Regions from separate parts of the Zea mays genome. Here regions 1, 2 and 4 are each linked to region 3. A link is a contact called in public Hi-C data. All regions are on one chromosome and are shown on one strand. Each heading gives the region's core, a stretch centred on a gene start, on an enhancer-like site or on the middle of the called end of the contact. The rest is flanking DNA. Distances are from core to core; before and after follow the strand shown. Region 1 holds the start of LOC100273810. Region 2 holds the start of LOC100216802. Region 3 holds the start of LOC100194236. Region 4 has its middle 27 kb from the start of LOC100216802.

What was found. Hi-C and Micro-C count contacts between places; a contact is called where the count stands out from the background.
Region 1: a contact with region 3 is called in a Hi-C map of leaf, with 8 times the contacts expected there. The contact joins the promoter of LOC100273810 here to the promoter of LOC100194236 in region 3. A contact is called at or near these places in 2 of 25 Hi-C or Micro-C datasets (leaf and tassel).
Region 2: a contact with region 3 is called in a Hi-C map of ear, with 2.1 times the contacts expected there. The contact joins the promoter of LOC100216802 here to the promoter of LOC100194236 in region 3. A contact is called at or near these places in 7 of 25 Hi-C or Micro-C datasets (bundle sheath, ear, endosperm and 2 more).
Region 4: a Hi-C map of ear shows a contact between it and region 3, with 2.4 times the contacts expected there. The contact joins the enhancer-like site here to the promoter of LOC100194236 in region 3. A contact is called at or near these places in 4 of 25 Hi-C or Micro-C datasets (ear, endosperm, leaf and 1 more).

What each region holds. Positions count from the first base shown.
Region 1 is chr1:231,626,554-231,629,253 of Zm-B73-REFERENCE-NAM-5.0, forward strand. LOC100273810 reads left to right here and starts at 1,288. Exons shown (of 4, transcript NM_001148211.1): 1 at 1,288-1,624.
Region 2 is chr1:231,220,839-231,223,538 of Zm-B73-REFERENCE-NAM-5.0, forward strand. It overlaps LOC100216802, which reads left to right and starts at 1,259. Exons shown (of 4, transcript NM_001143201.1): 1 at 1,259-1,406. The coding sequence starts at 1,272.
Region 3 is chr1:231,416,187-231,418,886 of Zm-B73-REFERENCE-NAM-5.0, forward strand. LOC100194236 reads left to right here and starts at 1,253. Exons shown (of 11, transcript NM_001367049.1): 1 at 1,253-1,573; 2 at 1,831-1,943; 3 at 2,039-2,093; 4 at 2,198-2,253; 5 at 2,536-2,583. The coding sequence starts at 1,523.
Region 4 is chr1:231,193,895-231,196,594 of Zm-B73-REFERENCE-NAM-5.0, forward strand. No RefSeq gene overlaps it. Among protein-coding and RNA genes, the nearest start is that of LOC100216802, 27 kb to the right of the region's middle. Within about 2 kb of position 1,292, at least 17 of the 20 cell types and tissues checked have an H3K27ac peak or open chromatin away from gene starts, as enhancers often do. A contact at or near this core is called in ear and leaf, where this site is marked.

The DNA.
Region 1 (2,700 bases), core at 38-2,537, 210 kb after region 3:
GTGGGCGACACTGGGTGAAGCCATATAACCAGTAGAACATCATGCTCACGTATTTTTAATATTGAATATAAATTATGTGTATATATATACGATTTTTGTAAAATAAAAATATATAATCGTGCTGGGCTGGGTCAGCACTACGGGCTAAGGCTACGGCCCAAGCACGGCACGACGCTCGCGCTGAGCTGGCCCATGCACTTTTAAATGGGTCGTGGCTCGGGCTGGTCCCCCAGATACGACTCATTTGACCATCTATACCTCCGCACGACGATGAAGGTTCTCGCCTGAGTTGGCGTCACCTCGTTCGTCATCCTGCTTCTTTTCTCTCTCCTCATGCCTCCGCCTCTGCGCCACCCCAATCTCGGTAGAGGGCGTGGGACGAGGCACCTCCTCCTCGTATTCGTCCGACACCAGCCTCGACACCAAACCGCGCAGTGGCTATTGCACGTCCACGAGGACGTTTCACAGCACACGCCCACCATCGTTTTCGCCGTCATCGGACGTCCCGTTCGTCTTTCCGCCCTTCGTCCTGTTCTTCCTCCCCAACCTGCTGCCCCCGCCCACCGTCGCAGCCGCGAGCCGACCGACATTCGTTGACGTGGGTACATGCTCGTCCCTTGTGTTTTTGGCTATTGCATGCATTAGGTCGTTTCTGAAATCACATTGGCACAATGAACTTCATGGTGTTTGAGGTTGCTGAATTGGATGAAGCAGTAATGATTTGTCACGCTAACAGTTAAAGGAAGTGTTATTTGTTGGTTTTAAACGTTAGTAATTGCTACAAAGTACCATAATTTGTATAGAGCGCATCTAGTTTTTATTGATGCATGACTTTAGCAACCACTCTATATTTTGATCTATCTTTTTTATAAGTTTGAGTTCATTTGACTTATTTTAGAAACTTGAGCTCACAAACTTCCTTTTATTTAGTCTCTATATGGTGGAATTATGTCATTATATAATCTCTGTTCGTTCAGCCATTCGTTGTGAACTCTCTTCTAATCGCTGTATTTATTGGTCGTGTTGTGACTAGACATATTGGATAAAGTAAACAACACCAATTAGTCAAATCAAAAAAATATTATGCAGAAAGCAGAGACAATCAATAAAAAAATTTGAGATTTTTTGGTAGATAATTTACGTGAGTATTGTTGTGAGCCGTCGCATCACACGGTAACTAATTTTCAACTAAATATGTGCTCTATCTAAACCTCCTCCCGAAAAAAAGACGGACTTTTTCTTAGAGGAGCCCTAGAGCTGAAACCTGCAGAGGAAGCCCCGTTAATCTATTCTCCTTGCATCCACACCGACGGGCAATTGGTGCGCCGTCTTCTCCGTCCGCGGCGGCCATCTTGGTAGCGGCCCGCATCCCCTCGGCCCTCCAAATCAACGAACCAGCGCGTCCCCGCTCCTCCCCACGCCACGGGAAACTTCCAGCAAAAGGTCGCGCCATCGATAAGGGGAGAAAAGGAGAAGTGTCGCCGTCCCCGTCAGCGACGGCGCTGGTACCGACGGTCCCCGCGTCGTGTGCCTTCCTCCTCCGCGAGTTCGACGACCCGCTGTGCGTCTGCTCTCTTCCGCGCGCCCAATCCTCGTCGAGTCGTCGTGCCGCTGATTGACACAGGTAACTCTTCTAACTGTGTGTCTTCGGTGTTGGGATTTTTCCGTCTAGCCTCTTGCTTCACGCACTCCGATTCCATTTCTGTTCATCGATGACCAAAGACGGATAGAGCATTCTTCGAAACGTATGTCCTCGGTATTAGGGTTTGGTTCCATCCAGCTTCTTCCTCCGTGCACACCCACTCCATTCCTGCTCATCTTCGAGCAAGAACTGTCACGAAACAGTCGTTCCCATCATCCTCTACGCCAAACTCAAATTTCTCAGATCTGTGTCTCCATGGTGTTACTGTTGCCTTCCATCTTGCTGATACATTCGCTTTCACTCCATTAGTGGTCATCAACGATGAGGGACGATGACAACACATGCACTGGCATCCTTCTCTCCTCCCCAGTGCATAATTTACTTTCAATTCCCCCTGAAGCGGTCCGCTCTGATTTTCCAAGGACGCTAAGCATCGGATATGCCCCTACGTTATTGCTTTCATGTAATTCTTACCTCTCAAGTAGTCAAACAGTTATTAATTTATTCAACCAAATATGAAAAAAACATTTATCATACCAAATAAATACTATTAGATTAATTACGACAAATATGTTTTTAGTAAGTCTATTCTCAGTCAAACATTTATAGTACTAGTCGGTTGTCCGTGCGTTGCGACGGCTTACAACAATACATATATAAATTATTCACAAAAAAATCAATATTTTTTATTGATTGTCTCCGCTCTCCGTATAATATTTTTTTATTTGGCTAACTGATGTTATTATTTACTCCATCCAATATGTCTTGGTACAACACGACCAATGAAGTGAGCGATTAGAAGAGAGTTCACAACGTCTGACTGAACTAATAGAGATTATAAAATGACATAATTCCACCATACAGAGACCAAATAAGAGAAAGTTTGTGAGCTCAAATTTCTAAAATAAGTCACATGAACTCAAACTTATAAAAAAGATAGATCAAAATATGGAGTGATTGCTAAAGTCAGGCATCAATAAAAACTGGATGCGCTCAATATAAATTATGCTACTCCGTAGCAATTACTAATATTTAAAACCAACAAATACCCTTTTATT
Region 2 (2,700 bases), core at 9-2,508, 200 kb before region 3:
GATCTACTTCGTTTTGTCTGTCGATTTTGCTAACATAAATTCCTTTGTCCTAAATTTTAGAATATGTAGGTGCACAATTATTTAGCTAATATGTGTTGAACATTTAGATGATCACCAAACACCATGCAGTTATATACCGTTTCACGCATAACGATCATATAACATGACACCACATTGACAATATATATTCTTTAGGATTTAGTGAAACCTTGAATGGGGTTCCTCTTCCCATTCCACCGCACCAATGAAAGCATCTCCATTTTTCTATGTGGCCAAAGAAATAGGGAACCCAATTCTCTATATAGTTCTCCTTCATCCTTTCTTCTAATTTTTTCATTCTTTACTAGGAAGGAATATAAGGGTACAAAGGAACTTGAAGTGCCCTCATGATCTCTTCTTTGAAGACCAGAAGGTAATCTATCTCATGCACACCTTCGATAACTTAGAGACATGTGAAATGATTTCCTTCTACTAGGAAAGAGGCAACTTGAAGTGCCTTCGCTAATCTCCTCTTAAAAGAACAGAAGGTAAGGGATTTATATCTTCCTTAGCATGAGCATATATATAGTTAAGTCTCCCCCTCCCAAAAAAACTTTAGAATCTTAACATGCTACAATTAGTTCTTAAATAATTTTGTATGCATTATAATTCTAAAACTTTAACCACCTTACACCTGTTGGTCCACTCTTTAATATTTTGAATGTAAATAAACCTTTGGATATATATAATCATACTATGTAAATGTATTACTACCTCCGTTCTCGAATATTTGTCGTCCGTTAGTTCATTTTTAAACTAAAACATGATAAATAAAAAAGAATGGAGGGAGTATAAGACATAAGACTTTGTATGTATCCCTAACTAATATAACATGCGTTCGCTAGCACACACTGACAACTAGTGATGTTTTTATGCTGTGCAGACTGAAGTCGTTTCAAAGGCACCAAAATCGTACTGCGGGGGAAACATTTTGACATTTCTCTTGGAAAAACGAAAAACCCTTGTGAAATTGTGGTTCCCAAACTAGTCCTTATAAGAGGAAAAAAAAGACACAACGTTTTTAAGAGGGGTCAATTAGAACCATTTAGGCCCACTTTAGTCTGATGCTCAATATGAATGCGGCTGTTTTTAGGCCGAGGCCCATATACCTCGTCGTCCTCTCCGCGGGTCCCAGACAAGGACACGGTGTTGACTATCTCGAGTCCGTTGACATTGACAAGGGGGCCAGGTCGAGGCTTTCCGAGCTCCGATCCCTCTCCAACGCCTGAGGGATGGCCGTGCCGGCGCCCGCGAAGGCGGCGCGCTTGCTTGCGGCCTCCGCGGCGGTGCTCGTGCTGCTGTGGTGTGTCCATTTCCGCGGTGGGCTCTCCTTCGGCTCCCCCACCAACAAGGGCCTCATCTTCAACGTAAGACTCCTTCCCTGCCTTCGCTTCCCGTGGAGATAGACAGGTAGCATTCGATCCCATTGCGGTATAGGTCCCCGGCTCCTTAGTTTTATTGGAATCTGATTACCGACTCCGTGAACCCATCCCCGCAAGGCGAAGGCGGTAAGTCCGGCCCGAAAATGAACACGGTGTCGACCTGAGCTCGTGAACGCATAAATCAAATTTAAAATTAGATCACCATTAAAAAAATAACACATTTATAAATCATAATGGAAGGATATAATTAAATACAATAATATGTATGTTTCAAATAATACACATTTCACAAATAAATGATAGACCGTAAATAGAAGATAAAGCTATTTTTGTAATATTTGTCTTATTAAACGGGCCGAGTCTTAGCCCGTTTAGAAACGGGTCGTGCTGGGCTAGGCACAGGCCCGCATAGAGTTGGGCCGGGCTCGGATCAGGCCCAAATAGCGGGCTGCGTGCCGGGCTCGCGGGCCTCATGTTTATTGGCCATCTATAGCTGCAATCACTGTTCACTTGACTCCATTGGCCCTGACCTATGACAATCCAGCATTGTAGTGTGCTCAAGTAGGTTTCAGGTGTTTGGAATCTAGATGTTATGTTTCACCATTTTACCTTGCTAGCCTAACCCGATGGATGACATGTTATTATGTTAAGTGTGACATACAAGTGAAATGCTGATTCTGGTTCGCTTGTTATCTCATATAATCTGATCAATTTAAATTTGCCTATATGCTTAAGAGTAATTATCTGTATATTTTTAATCTGACCAATTTGATTAATTTGATATCGTTTGTTAGACTACAATTGAGACTAGGAATCTATATATACCCCTATAGCTTTGGAGTGTTCATCGCCAACATGAGTGTGCTAGGCTGACATATATTTATTGTTCTTATTCGGTCATAAGTTTCTGAATCGAGAAGTAGTATATCAGGGTACATTCCAGTGGGAATTGGAGTTTAAACCCTCTGAAGTTACAACGCTGCTAAAAAAATCGCATGGACTTTATGAGTTAAATGTATATCAGTTAGGATTTCCATCCGGCATTGTTAAGTTCCTTTGGTTTCTCTTTGCTATCTCGAATAGGCAAGAGCATTGTGTATCATTGTATTAAGCTAGAAGAGAGTTTTACAGATAAGCTGGCCATCCTGCTGCAATAGCTGTTAGTGCTACAAGGTGACTGCACAACCATGTCAGCTAGCTCTCGAGGAGGCTATCCGGTTGCTAAATTACCAAGGCTGACGACTCTCGCCTGAATCTATTGATATGCTTCAGTCTTGAT
Region 3 (2,700 bases), core at 3-2,502:
CGTCGGTGACCCCTCCACTCTTCAATCAAACAACAACAATCTTGAATTTAACTAATTCTAAATTTAACAAATAAAAAATTTATCCTGTATTTTAGTCGATGATCTGACAATTATGTTATCGGTATATATATGCTCAAATGGACTTGGTTTGTTGGGTAGCTAGCTTATGGCTTGGCACGATTTAACCCAGCTCGTTGCCCATTGAGCTCATGTTGATCTGGCTCGGTCACCGTGAGCCTTAGGTGCGGCATATTGGGTTAGGCCTAACACGATCTATTTTTGTTTTTTCACTATTTTTTCATAAACTATCTATATTATGTTTGAGTATAGAGTATAAAAAATAAGAAAATATGTGTGTTGTGTTGACTAGGTTAGGTGGATGTGAATGTGTGTTTAGAGCCAACAACCATGATTTAAACTTTCACATCCAAACCCTTTAGATGTTGGGGTTTTAGAGCAACTCCAGTCAAACTCTCCCAAATTTTGACTCATCTATGTTTAAGTTAATTAGGAGGGTTGTTCGTTTCGAATTAAAGTATGCTGTTTGGATTGCTTCAGCTGCAATAATAGAGACAAAAATGCTGTAGAATGAGTAGAAGTTGATACAGATTAAATCCAATCGAACATGTTGGAAGAGAGGATGAGGTGCTTCTTGTTCCTAAATTTTGCCTTATTCATAGGGCATGTTTGGAACCTTTCTTTTGATGAGATTTTGTGAGAATCTGACTATGGGGATAATTCTAGTATTGTGTGATTACGTGCGAAGAAAAATGAAGGAGTCTAGGATCCATAATATAGAAAGTGAAGATTCCTACTATCGCCATGAATTGATCGATTATGTGATCACTGTCCGTGCGCCCCTGATGGAGCCACGCAGGGCGCAGCTCTGTTGGTGACAGATGAAGATGTTCGTACCCCGCCCCCACGGTACCTTATTTACACGTCCCCCCAGCCCTCTGCGAAACGGCAACAAACGCGCTCGTGAACGGTGGTGGTTCGAGCAGAGCGGCACGACGCGACCGCGCCTACCACGTTCAAACCGACCCAAACGGGACGCCCCTTTGCCCTCTTTTCCCTCGGTCTCCACCCGGCCCGCCGCTCACCGCTGCCAGCTTCTGCAGCTCGCACCGCTCCCGAGTCCGAGTCCAACAAGGCTTGAGCAGCCGACGCCACCCCGGTCGGTCGACCTCCCTCTCCCCACCGACACCGCGGGCCCGCACGCAGAGACCCCGCATGTCACCGTCTACACTCGGTGACGGCGCGAGCAGGTTTCCAGCCGCGAGCCCCGCGACTGATCTGAGCTCGTGCCTGGCTAGCTAGTAGATGTCTCCGACCGTTGCCTTTAAGCTCGCACGCGAACCGTCCCACACTCTGCGCAAGCCACTGCCGCTGCCGCTGCCGCCGCCGCCGCCGCCTTCAGTCTCCGTCTCCACCGGTGCCCTCGTCTCCCAGCCGCTGCCGCCGCCGCCGCCGCCCCGTGAGAGCCGGCGCAGCAATCCGGTTGCTTGGGGACGCAGCGAGGATGGGCAGCACCAGCGCGTTCGTCATCAGGTGGATCAACTTCTTCACCATGGTCAGTCTCAGCCCGGCCCACCTCCATCCTTCCTTGCTCTCCCTTCTCCCTTCTCCAATCGGAGGAGCCGTCCTGCTTTCGTTCGGCCTCGCTCGAGGCTGATTCTCGATTCCTGCTGTCCCGGCGGCTGATTGCTGTTTGCTGAAGTACACTTCCCCCCACCATTTTACTACACCCTATCTCTGCTCTGCTTACTAGTAGTTTCGTGGCAAATAACTTGTCGGTGTTACTTTCTCGCGCCGCTGTTCCTGGGACAGATACTGGCGCTACTGGTGGTGGGCTTCGGGTTCTGGATGAGCACCCACGACGACGAGTGCAGGCGGACCTTGACCGTCCCCGTCATCGCCCTCGGTGGAGTGATCTTCCTCATGTGCGCGTCACCGTCCCGTGGCATCATTATGACCTCGGCGAACTGTCACGCTCCCCGCTTTAACCTCTCTGCCTCACTGACGATCTGTGCTGCAGATCGCTCGTCGGATTCCTTGGTGCCTGGAAGAACATCTCCTGCTTGCTCTGGACAGTATCCTTCCTCCTCCAATTAACCGGTTGAGTGAAGCTTTAATCGCTTTGGTTCCTTGGTACTTTTTGGAGTGCCATCTGTTGCCTTGACGTGTGGGTGCCTAGTATCTGATCATGCTGTTCGTGGTCTTGGTGGCAATCATGGTGTTCACGGTGCTCGCGTAAGTCCCGCCGCTTAATAACTTGTGCCGCGATGGCATTGGCACCACGGCCTTTGTAGCTGATCACTTTGTAGCAATGATGGTGTACCATTTTGGACTTTGGAGTTATTACTCCCAAGTCCTGGTTCTCAATTAACTGTCTGACTTAGGGGTGTTTGTTTGGGATTATAATCTGCCCAGATTATATAATGCAACAAATTTTGAACTAACCCCTTAATAACCTTTTTTCAGCAGTTTGTTTGTAGCTGTGAGGAACTCATTCTTGGTTTTCTACTGCTGCAGGTTTATCATAACAAACTCCGGAAGTGGCCATACTGTTCCTGGGGCTAGGTATGTGGATGACTGGATGTTAGTATTTTCATAGAAAGATCATGACCCTGCGAGTTCCAGCTCTACAGTACGGAAACTTACGGATAGGGGATAGTAGCCTAAACCGATCTACCCACC
Region 4 (2,700 bases), core at 42-2,541, 220 kb before region 3:
AACAATAAAGATAAAGGCCACGCAAATTTGTGAGGATGTAGCTGTGAGTGGTAAAGGACAAACGTGTGGCTTGGATTGAGCAATCAGAGAAGCAGGAGGACTAGACATGGCACCTTAGAACGTCGATAAGTGCAAAAGTACATTGAGGAGAAGACCGTATTGACGGAGCCAAGACGAGAACCGACTAAATCAATCAATCGAAGACACTAGAGGCCTTGGTAATCAGACGACCAAGGATCAACGGTGGCACGTGTCTAGATTATGGAGGGAGCGTACTAGATACGCTTTTTGGTGGTTCGAACCTCAAAATCACACCGGTGGGCGATTTCTCGGGCTTGACGGTCAGCGAATCTCCAGAAAGAGAAGATGAAGTCGATTGGCAAGCGTAGAGAAATTTACAGTGGCAGTAACAAGCACTGAAGTAAAGAAAGCGTGAGCGCCAATGCAAGGGTGGGGTCTCTTTTCCCGTTTCTGCTACGACCTAGATTAAGATGATCCCTTTCACCAAAGGGGCCGGGACAAAGGAAAGAGGCCCTCACGGTTCTTTCGCGAAAGTTGAGAGTGAGCCGCATCGATCACTGCTCCTTTCTTTTTTTTCCTGCCCCACTCTACTCTGCTCTGCCACACTCGGGTCGAGAAGGTGGCATGTTACTGTTGCTTCCGCTTGGCGAGCGGCTGGTCACCTCGCAAATGGAGGCCGAATCGACGCACGCACGCACGCAGCCTTTGTGATGCTGGAAAGCGAAAGCGTCGTCATGCAGATGCCTTCTGCCAACGTCGTCGTCGGTCGTCGTAGCACTACTAGCATCAGTGACTTACCACGTAGCTAGGACACTGGTATCGGAACCTAAGACGCGGCGATGGCTGGGAAGCATGAGCTACCGGCCGCGCCTGCTCTCGTCGATCTGCTTCGGTGCCTGTGGGATTGGATGCATGGGAATATAGCCTGAGAGATGAAGAGACAAGGGGGAAAAAACTTTGTCTTCCTCCTCCTCCCTCTTCTTCTCTTTCTGTATATATGATAATGTTCTGCTGCTTTATAAGTATATAATATACGATGCATGGCTGCAGTCGATCTGCCTAGCTTGCCGCGAAGGCACGGAACCGGCCACGCGCGCTGTCGGTCACAAGCTTTGCGGCTGGAGCTCTGCATGCATGGGTTCCAATTCCAAGGAGATCAGAAAGAGAAGCGAAGGCGAGGACGAGAGATCTGAGAGCTAGCAGCAGCTAGGCTAGCACCGATCTGTGCATGCTCAACAGTCGGCATCCGTCACGTGTCGTGCTGGGTGGTTTCCAGGCTTTCTGCCCACCCGGGCACCCGGCCGGCCCCTAGTCTTCGGAGCAGAGACTTGCAGTGTCCCGGGAGGCCGGTTAAAACTGCAGATCGCAGCACGGAGCCTCCTCCTCTCTGTCCGAAAACCTACGGAGAGAAAGAGCCGGTAGGGTACTTACTGGTAGTGGTGGGCTGGGCGATGCGCCAGCCAAGCCAACGCATGCATCCTGTGCCGTCGCAGACTAGCAGAGACTCTTTAAATTGCTTCCGAGCTGTAAAGGTGAATGGTGTCTGGGGTTAGTGTGTGCTTCGTACGTTCTGAACAGAAGAAATTCTCCGCGCTGTTAGGAAATTAAAGCTTTCTTCTGCCAGGCTGCAAAGGTTAAAACTGGAGCTAGCATCGCTTTAACTGCAAGGGAACCGGGGGGAAAGGACGTCTGTGCGGCGTGACGCTCGCGCGCGCGGATGAACGGTGGCATGCAGTCAAGAAGCTGCGTGCTGGAACAGTAGCTGTAGATGGTACTCTTCGTTAAAGAGGGACAGAGAGATTAAAGAATTGTGCAGGGATGAGCTGGTGTGGTGTGGCCGTGTGGTGCAGGAGACTAGGCTTACAAGGTATGGCAGGCAGGCAGGCGCAGGAGATGCTACTCTTCATGAAGCTAGCTAGCTACCCATGTTTCTGTGGAGGCCAATGTGCCGTCGAAGCAGAGTCGGGGAGCGCAGGCACAGCAGCTCCTCCGCTCAAAGAGTCTCACGAGAAACGCTCAGCGCAGAGGCTGATTGATCGAGACTGGGCCGCCGAATTCAACAAGGTCGGTTAGGTTGGTAGGTGCGGCGTCGCGGGCAGTCTCATACGAATCCGTGGCGTGGCGTCGTCGGTTTCACTTTCACCAGATGCCCATGACGTGAATGATGGCGCGGGGCGCCACGCCCACGATGATGGCGAGGTGCCGAACCAGCGTATTTGAATATACGAAAGCAATTACTTGATTCAGTTTTATTCCAGTTTATCGCTCTAAATATACTGATAGCTTGTGGAAGATATATATATATATATATATATATATATATATATATATATATATATATATATATATATATATATATATATATATATATATATATATATATATATATATATATATATATAGGGTAGGTATAACGGGAGCCCTGAGCTTCCAATAGTTAAAGGAAGCCCAGGCCGACCACCCCTTCAAACTGGTTCAACCAGCGCGCCCAAATAGGCTGTCGGGTGCGCCACCTGCCCCACGTCTGTTAGCGCAAAAAAAGGAATGCATGCATGAGTCAAACACGATCCAATGCATGCGCATAAATTTAGGAAAGATATGTGCGGCAGTTTCTGTTTTTAAAATCCTTTATTTCCTCCATAAATTTAGGATCGCTGCAACAGCCATGCAGCTAGACGC